Regions from separate parts of the Oryctolagus cuniculus genome. Here region 1 is linked to region 2. The links are chromatin contacts, called in public Micro-C maps. All regions are on one chromosome and are shown on one strand. Each heading gives the region's core, a stretch centred on a gene start, on an enhancer-like site or on the middle of the called end of the contact. The rest is flanking DNA. Distances are from core to core; before and after follow the strand shown.

The links. Hi-C and Micro-C count contacts between places; a contact is called where the count stands out from the background.
Region 1: a contact with region 2 is called in a Micro-C map of ear pinna, with 9 times the contacts expected there. The contact joins the promoter of RP9 here to the promoter of FKBP9 in region 2. A contact is called at or near these places in 2 of 6 Hi-C or Micro-C datasets (ear pinna and an unstated tissue).

The regions. Positions count from the first base shown.
Region 1 is chr16:23,840,777-23,845,576 of mOryCun1.1, reverse strand. It overlaps RP9 (RP9 pre-mRNA splicing factor), which reads left to right and starts at 1,582. Exons shown (of 6, transcript XM_051853290.2): 1 at 1,582-1,889. The coding sequence starts at 1,738.
Region 2 is chr16:23,696,751-23,701,224 of mOryCun1.1, reverse strand. It overlaps FKBP9 (FKBP prolyl isomerase 9), which reads right to left and starts at 1,318. Exons shown (of 10, transcript XM_002713745.5): 1 at 1-1,318.

The DNA.
Region 1 (4,800 bases), core at 333-2,832, 140 kb before region 2:
TGTGTTTGTCTATTTGTACTTTATGGTATAAATCTGAAAGAGGGCCTCATATGTTCTAGCTATGAGCCATTTTCAGTATCACAGCTGAGGCAAGCATTTCCACTATGCTGATATTTCTGCTTTCTCTGTGGGTTTTTCTCCCCCATTATATTTCAAGGCTAAAACAATTATATCAGGGACTCTCAAAATTCAACCCAGCCAGCTAGCTTGGATCCTAGCTCTACAAATTACTCCTTCTACATTTTTTGGCCTTAAAGCACTAGGCCTCCTCATGGTCCATAAAATAAAAATAGTCCATGTCACTCACAAAGGATCTCCTTCCTAGGGCAGCAGGTTAAGCTGCTGCTTGGGATGCCGGCACCCCACATTAGAGCACATGTTAGGGTCCTGGCTGCTCTGCTTCTGATTCAGCTCCCTGTTAATGTGCCTTGGAAGGCAGCAATGGAGGATGGCTCCAATGCAGGGGCCGCTGCCACCCACACGGGGGACCCAGACGGGGAGTTCCAGGCCATTTGGGGAGGGAACCAGAGGATGGAAATTATGTCTCTCGCTTTCTGTCACTCTGACTTTCAAATTGAATAAATACAAATTTTAAATCAAACAAACAATAAAATCTCCTTCCTTCCTCTCCAGGAGAGGAAACAAGCAGTGCCAGGTGCAAAGCTCCCATTCCTACTGTGCAGACGTAAAATGCCCAGAATTCTATAAAATCACCACAACCTTTACCCACGGCCAAAAGGCAGTGTCATGCGTGGGCTGCTCCATGTCCTCTCCAGCCTACTGGAGGAAGAGCAAGGTACACAGAGTATATTGTTTTAGCAGAAAGCAACAGCCTGAATCAAGATGAGCAGCAAACTATCCCAATAAATACATTTTGGGTTAAAAAAAAAACAGTATCAACACTTATATTTTTGTAAAATTAAATCATATTTTGATAAAAATCCCTTATTTATTTGAGAAACAGAGCTTATATCCACTCTTTCATTCCCCAAGCCTTCATAGCCCCTGGGCCAGGCCAGGTCACAGCTAGGAGCTGGGAACTCAATCCAGGTTTCTCACTAGGTGGCAGGGACCCAATTTATTGAGCCGTCACCATTGCTTCCCAAGGGCTACATTAACAGGAAACTGGAGTCAGGAGGAGAGCTGTGCATTAAACCCAGCCACACAAATGTGGGACGTGGGTATCTTAACCGCTAGGTCAAATGCTTGCACCTTATGTTAGCTTTTATTCTCACTTCCCTCACCCAAACCTAGGCAAGCACAACATACCCTGACCATGCTTTAACCACGAATCCCATGCCCTGGAGAACAGGCGAATGTACATGGAGAGCCTTGCCTTCTTCCCCAGACGCATGACGCTTGCTAACACGTAACTAACATGTAAGGAACACCTCGTGCGTCACTGGGGCGCACACGAGACTCGCAAATGGGTGGGGACCCCACGGAGGCAGCCCTGGCCCCAGAGGTGGGCGTGGCCACCAGGGACCCTCGAATCCCAGGAAGCCCTCAGGCTCCACCCAGGCCCTCGGCCGCCGCTAGGGGGCACCCGCGGGCCTGACGGCGGGGCCCGGCCGCGGGCAGGCGGGGTGGGCGGCGTCGGCCGGGACAGCCGGGCCCGCCCGGGCGGGCTGCGGGGCGGCGGCGGGAGGGGGCGCTGCGGGGCCGGCGGGCGCCGCGCGGAGGAAGTGCCGTCTCGGCGGCTGCCGCCTGCGCCTGGGCCGCGCCGCGGGGGCCGCGATGTCGTCCGGCCCGGGGCGTGACGACCCGGGAGCAGGGGGCGCGCGGCGGCCGCGGGAGCCGCCTGAGCAGGAGCTGCAGCGGCGCCGGGAGCAGAAGCGGCGGCGGCACGACGCGCAGCAGCTGCAGCAGCTCAAGCACCTGGAGTCCTTGTGAGTCCCCGGCGCGCGCCGCCAACGACGGGGCCTGCGCTCGGCTGCCCGCGGGGGCCAGGCCGGGTCTACGAGCCCCGCGGGTGGCCAGGGACCCGGCCGCCGGGGCCTTGTCCGCTGGGTCTCCCCTCAGAGCCCGGGGCCGGCGACCGGTGTCTGGCAGCGCGGGCCCGGGACTTAAAGCCCCCCGTGACGGGGGATCTGGCCACGGCCTGGAGGGGGCCACGCAGGCCCGATCCGCGTGGGCGCCTCCTGCGCGCACGTGGGTGGGGGGCTTGCCTGGTCCCGAGCCGGGAGGCGAAGACCTGGATTCCTGGCGCCATTGGGAGGAGCTGAGTGTTCTTTGAGCGGCCGTCGGTGTGTGTGTGTGTGGGCCGAGTAAGTTGAGCCGAGCACGTTGGTCCCTGTTGTTTCCCGTTTGAGTCCGGTGATCCCCGCTGAAGTGAAGAAAACCCACCCCGTGGCCACCCTCCGCTGCCCGAGAGGGGTGAGGAGCCAGCCCGAGAGCTGAGCCTGAATTCGGGAGTGTGGACCTTTTCGCCCCAGTCCTGAGGAGTCTGTGCCGGGACCCGGGCCCGGAGTGCTGAGAGGGACAGCTGCAGCCCGAACTCGGGGCCAGGGTGTCCTGTCGAGGGGTCAGCCTGGCCCGACTGCGGCGCCCTGCGCTCTCCTAGCTCCAGACAGCCTGGGAGGGAGAGCCGGGTACAGGCCGGCACAAGGTCACTTTCCTGGGCCCTTTCAGGTTCCTTGGCCGGGCTACTGGTTACACCGAGGACCCGGGTCAGCGGGAGAGAAGCTGTCTGAATTGTGTACCCAGGCCCAGGAGCGTCACCAAATCGGAGACTCAAACATGCTTCTAGGCGTGTTGGAAAAGCGGTGGGGGTGGGGGGGGCGAGGGGAGGAAATGTGGGGAGAATGGAGGCGGCCTGGTAGGCAGGTAAGTCGGGGGTGGGTCATAAGGACTCACACAGCTGTCTTCCAGATAGGGTACGGCTGTTGTGAAAATTCCTGTGACAGGTGTAAATTTCTGTTCTTCAAGGGCCTTCCCACGGGCCTTGCAGGCAGTTGAGTGTGGGCTTAGTGTTGGCTGGCTCAGAGTAAGTGGTGTGTCCGGGTGCCATGTTCGGAGGTGGCGTGTTCAAGTGTTGCCAAGTTAGTTGGAGGAGGTTTCCTGAGGTCCAGTACAGTATCAGGCAGGTTAGTTCTGCAGCCCTTAAGTTCTCTGTGATTTTTGCATTAACATAGAAGTGGTGATTTTCATATTAGCGTAGAAGTCGGTTTTTTTAAGTTCAGTGTGTCCACAAATTGTTTCTGTTTCAGTCGCTTCTGGTTACCTGCACTAGGTCATGTAAGGAAAGGCCCTCAAGGAGTTAAAATCTTCCCTTATTAACCTGTGGCGGCTTTGATGCACAATTCTAATGGGGCCTGGCCTACTCTTTCCAGTGTGGCCCCGGAGCTGGCTGACTCTTCTTGGCCTCGGCTAGGCAATGGTGCAGGTGCAGGCCCTACATTTCCCACATGCACATTCAGGCTCGGTTCTGGCCCCTTCACTTCACTTTCTGGTGCTGAAGGTCTCCAGAGATCTTTCCCCAACATACAGGCAGGGAGGCCCCAGCCTTGCCCAGCCTTCCATATCTTTTAGTGTTTGCTGCCAGATGTAGTTAATACCATATGTATATTTTTTTGGTAGTTCATAGAGCTTTTTCATAAAAAGAGAGATTATAACCCACTTTACAGATGATAAAATGGAGGCTCCCTGGTTAAGTCGTGTGCTCAAGGATATGTTGTCCAGCCTAGAGCTGAACCCAGGTGTCTGATTCTCAGACTAACAGTTTTTCCTGTTCCAGAGTTGTTTGAATGTTGATGTATTTGCTTTGGCTACTTCAGAATCTTGTTCGATTCTTAAATTAAGCCATATTCACGCCAGAGTACTATTTACGTGTTGCATGAAACCTGAAATGGCACCAAAATGCTGTTAAAACAGTGGGCTGCCTAACTCCACACCATCACTCTCCGTTCTTTCTCTGTCCCTCTCTCCCTCCAAATAAGGTTTTCATGAGCAAATTCTTTTTGTTTTTAACCTTTGCAATTTAACTGCATATTTCTAAACTATATTCTATACTGTTTTCTTTCACTCAACAATTTTAGGCATATCTGTCAACCTCTTGTCATAAGAGGTAAGGATGTAGAAGTGGCCAAAGCTGGGAACCAGGAGTGCAAGTCAGGTCTCCCACGCGGGACATGAATTCAGTAACCTGAGCCTCCCAGGGTCTGCACTGGTGGGAAGTCGGAGCTAGAAATTGAGCCCCAGCACTGTGATATGGGATGCAGGCATCAGTCCCCATGCCGACCGGTGTAACCAGGCGATACTGTTCATCCTTGAGACGGGTGGTGTGCTGAGTCTTGCTTCCTCGTCAAAAGCCTCTGTTTTTCATTTCTTCTGCTTCCTGCTGCTGCTTTCCCTGCATAGGGTCAGCAAGCTGGGGCCATGGTAGAGGTAGAAAGGTGTGGTACCTTCCTTTCCTCACCTGGTAAGGGGGAGGCCTCAGACAGGAGACAATAGCAAGTATAATGAAAATCTTACATGACATAGGAGCCTTCAGGATGAAGGCCCAAAAAGTGCTCCCTGTTGTGCTTGGATCACGTGAAGAATCCACACCCGTGTGGAAATGTGATTGGACAGAAAGGCTGTGACCTAATGGCAACAGACTGCGGAGGCGGCCTTGGTGGGTTCCCTCCCCAGAGTTTCTGGGCCTTGCTCCTGGCTTTGACTTGGCGCTCCTGGCTTCGGCTCAGCACAGCTCTCGCCATTGTGGCCACCTGGGGAGTGAACCAGCAGACAGAAGACCTCTCTCTGCCTCTCCTTCTCTCTCTATGTAACTCTGACTTTCAAGTAAAATAAATATATCTT
Region 2 (4,474 bases), core at 69-2,568:
TGCACACATTGAACCCAAAACGTATTGAAGGACTAATACACCATTACCCGGACTGCCTTCTGCAAGTTACCCAATGAAGGTTCTGTGTAAGATGAAGATGAAACCAGTAGATGATTATGGATCTGCTTGTTGGGTTCCAGGAATCTAATGAGAAACCATGCATAGCACTCAAGAAATGGTCACTGTTCCTATTAGAGCTTATTCTGATTGTCTTAAGGCTGTCTTTTATGTATTGGAAAGGCAGAGAGACAGAGGGAGAGAGACCTTCCATTCCTCAGCTCTCTCCCCAAATGGCCCCAAAGCGGGAGGCCCTGCCAAGCTGAAGCCAGAAGCCTGGAGCTCTGTCAGGGTCCAAGCACGTGGGCCATCTTCTGGTGCCTCCCTAGCACATGAGCATGGACCTGGATTGGAAGTGGAGCAGCAGGGACTGGAGCCAGGGCTCCGATCCGGAGTGCAGGGTGGAGACACCACTTAACTTGCTGTGCCACGTCAAGGGCCCCTACAGCTTGTTCTAAAAATGGAAATCCTATTAACATAAATATAGGACAGAGAATAAAAAACTTTTAAAATCGTGCATCTATAGATTGAAAAGGAGTTAAAATTTTTCAACATCTATCTCTAGTTTTAAAAACAAGCAGTGATTCTAAGAGCCAGGGAATATCTGTATCTCTAGTCTTCTTTCCGTTTCCCCATCAATGGATTACACAAGGCTTCCTGGCAGTCACCCGGACACCTGCTCCCTCGCCTGCCATCTCTAACCCATCACCAAGTCCTCTCACTTTTACATCCTTAAGCCGCCGTCTATTCCCTCACTCTCCCCTGCTCCCATCCAGGCCTCCTGGTCTCTTGCTTGAATTATAGCAATAAACTCCGCCCTGACCCAGCTCAGAGACTCCTGTTTTAGCACACAAACCAAAACGGAACTGAATGCAGAAATCACATTATTAAATTATAGAGGAAAATGTGCAGGTAAATTTATCATCTTCAGGTGCTGTCTTTCAAAGTATGATTCCATGAGGAAGAAAAATATTAACAAATCTATGTCACTAAATCCCACTGATGGAAAAAAAAATAAATAAAACCATGGGGCCTGCATTGTGGCATAACTGATTAAGGTGCTGCCAGCAATGCTGCATTCCCACATGAGTGCCAGTTCGAGTCCTGTCTGCTCCACTTCCCATCCAGCTCCCTGCTAATGGACCTGGGAAGGCAGTGGAAGAAGGCCCAAGTCTTTGGGCCTCTGCACCCACATGGGAGACCCAGATGAAGTTTCTGGCTCCTGGCTTTGGCCTGACCCAGCCCTGACCATTATGGCCATTTGGGGAGTGAATCAGCAGATGGAAGATTCTCTCTCTCTCTCTCTCTCTCTAACTCTGCCTTCCAAAAAGATAAAGTAAATCTTAAAAAAAAAAGGGGGGGGGAATAGATTCACAAATGTTAAAAAGGGAAATGATATACTCTGTAAAACATTAATAAATATATGACAAATGTATAAGCATAAGATGAATATCCCATTTGTTTAGGTTTCATTTTCTATTTTTTAAAAAAAGATCTGTTAATTTGTTTAAAAGGCAGCATGACAGAGAGAGGAGAGACAGAATCTTCTGTTTGCTGGTTCATTCCCAAATGGCTGCAACGCCATCCTGGTCTCCCACATGGGTGGCAGGGGCCCAAGGACTTGGACCATCTTCTGCTGCTTTCCCAGGCACATTAACAGGGAGCAGAGAGGGGCAGCCTGGACTCCAATTGGCACTCTGATACACAATGGCACCACTGCAGGCAGAGGCTTAATCTGCTGTGCCACAGTGCTGGCCCCTTGTTTAGGTTTTGAAACATGGCCTTGGGGCAGGTGTGTAGCCAGGGTTAACTTGCTGTTTGGGACCCCCTGCATCCCGTATCGGAGCTCCTGGTTTTAGTCCCGGCTAAACTCAGCTTCCTGCCAATGCACACCCTGTGAAGCAGCAGATGATGGCTCAAGTACCTGGACACATGCCACTCATGTGAGAGACCTGGATAGAGTTCCTGGCTTTGGCCTGAGCCAGCCCCAGCCCCAGCCACTGCAGCCATTTGGGGAAGGAACCAGTGGATGGAGGATGTCTCTCTCTTCACTCTGCCTGTCAAATAAATAATCTTTTAAAAAATAAAATTCTGGAGAATCTCTTGCCAACACTGTTGCAAAAATATTTAACAAATACTAGCAAAAACAAATTCAACAGCATATTCAGGATCATACACCATGACTAAATGAGATTTATACCTAGAACGCAAGGGTGTTTCAACAAATGCAATCAATAACTGTGATATACTGCATTAACACAATGAAGGAAAAAAATCCACATGATCATTTCAATAGATGCAGAAAAAGTATCTGAAAAAAAAACAACAACATTCTTTCATGATAAAAACAGTCAACAAGTCAGGAATAGAAAGAAACTACCTCAAAACAATAAAATAAAAAATCCACACCTAACATACTCAGTGGTGAAAGAAACTTTTCCTCTATGATTCCAAATAAGACAAAGATGCTTACCTTTGCCACCTCTATTCCAAGTATCCTGGAAGTTCTAGCCAGAACAATTAAGAAAAGGAAATAAAAATATCTAAGTTGAAAGAGTAGAAGTGAAGTTATCTTTTTGCAACTGTGACATTGTAGATACAAAACTACAGATTCCACACACACACACACAAAACTGGCAGGATGGATTAATGAATCTAACAAAGTTGTAGCATATACAATCCTCATAAAAAGTGCTGCATTTCTGTACTTTAACAATAAACAATATGAAAAAAGAAATTACAAAACCAATTCTATTTACTATAGCATGTAAAATAATACAATGCTTAGCAGTAATCTTAGCCAAGGAAGCAAAAGACTTTACAAAGAGAACTATAAAACATTGTGGAAAGAAGCTAAAGAAGACATAAATAAGTGGAAAAACATCTGTGTTTATGAATTACAAGACTTAACATTAGCCGGCGCCACGGCTCAATAGGCTCATCCTCTGCCTTGCAGTGCCGGCACACCGGGTTCTAGTCGCGGTCGGGGCGCCAGATTCTGTCCTGGTTGCCCCTCTTCCAGGCCAGCTCTCTGCTGTGGCCCGGGAAGGCAGTGGAGGATGGCCCAAGCCCTTGGGCCCTGCACCCGCACGGGAGACCAGGAGAAGTACCTGGCTCCTGCATTCGGATCAGCATGCTGCGCCGGCTGCAGCGCGCCAGCCGTGGTGGCCATTGGAGGGTGAACCAATGGCAAAAAGGAAGACCTTTCTCTCTGTCTCTCTCTCTCACTATCCACTCTGTCTGTCAAAAAAAAAAAAAAAAAAAAAAGACTTAACATTATCAAGACGTCAGTATTACCCAAAGTGATCTACAGAGTCAGTACACTTCCTGTTAAAATCCCGGTGATGTGGAGCAGGTGTCTGGTTTGCTAGTTAAGATCCCATATCAAGATGCCTGGCTTCAGTGCCCAGCCCCTGGCTCCAGCTTTCTGCTAATGTGATCCCTGAGAAGGGGTGGTGATAGCCCAAGGTAGTTGGCTTCCTGCCACCCATGTGAGAGATTTGGATTGAGTTCCTGCCTTCCAGTTTCATCAACCCAGCTGTTGTGGGTATTTGGGGAATGAACCAGTAGATGGGAATGTTCTCTCTCTTTCTTTCTGAAATAAATAACTTTTTTAAATCCCAATGGCAACTTTTGCAGAAATAGAAAATTCCAGGGCCAGCGCTGCGATGTAGTGGTAAAGCTGCCACCTGCAGTGCCGGCATCCCATGTGGGTGATGGTTCAAGACCCGGCTATTCCACTTCTGATCCAGCTCTCTGCTATGGCCTGGGAAAGCAGCATTTGATGGCCCAAGTCCTTGGGCCCCTGCACCCGCGTGGGAGACCAGGAGGAGGCTCCTGGCTCTTAGCTTTGGATCGGTGCAGCTCCAGCCATTGTGGCCAATTGGGGAGTAGACCAATGGATGGAAGACCTCTCTCTCTCTCTGCCTCTCCTTCTCTCTCTGTGTAACTTTGACTTTCAAATAAATAAATAAAAATATTCAAAAAAAAAAAAAAAAGTCCCTCTTTCCTCCTTCAAGTTGATTTTTTTTTTTTTTTTTTTTTTTTTTTTTTTTTTTTGACAGACAGAGTTAGACAGAGAGAGAGAAAGGTCTTCCTTTTTCCGTTGATTCACCCCCCAAGTGGCTGCTACGGCCAGCACGTTGCGGCCGGCGTTCTGCGCCGATCCGAAGCCAGGAGCCAGGCGCTTCCTCCTGGTCTCCCATGCGGGCACAGGGCCCAAGGACCTGGGCCATCCTCCACTGCCCTCCTGGGCCATAGCAGAGAGCTGGACTGGAAGAGGAGCAACCGGGACAGAATCCGGCACCCTGACCGGGACTAGAACCCGGTGTGCCGGCGCCACAGGCGGAGGATCAGCCTAGTGAGCCACGGCACTGGCCAGTTGCTGGTATCTTAAGGGATACAAACAGCCAAAAAC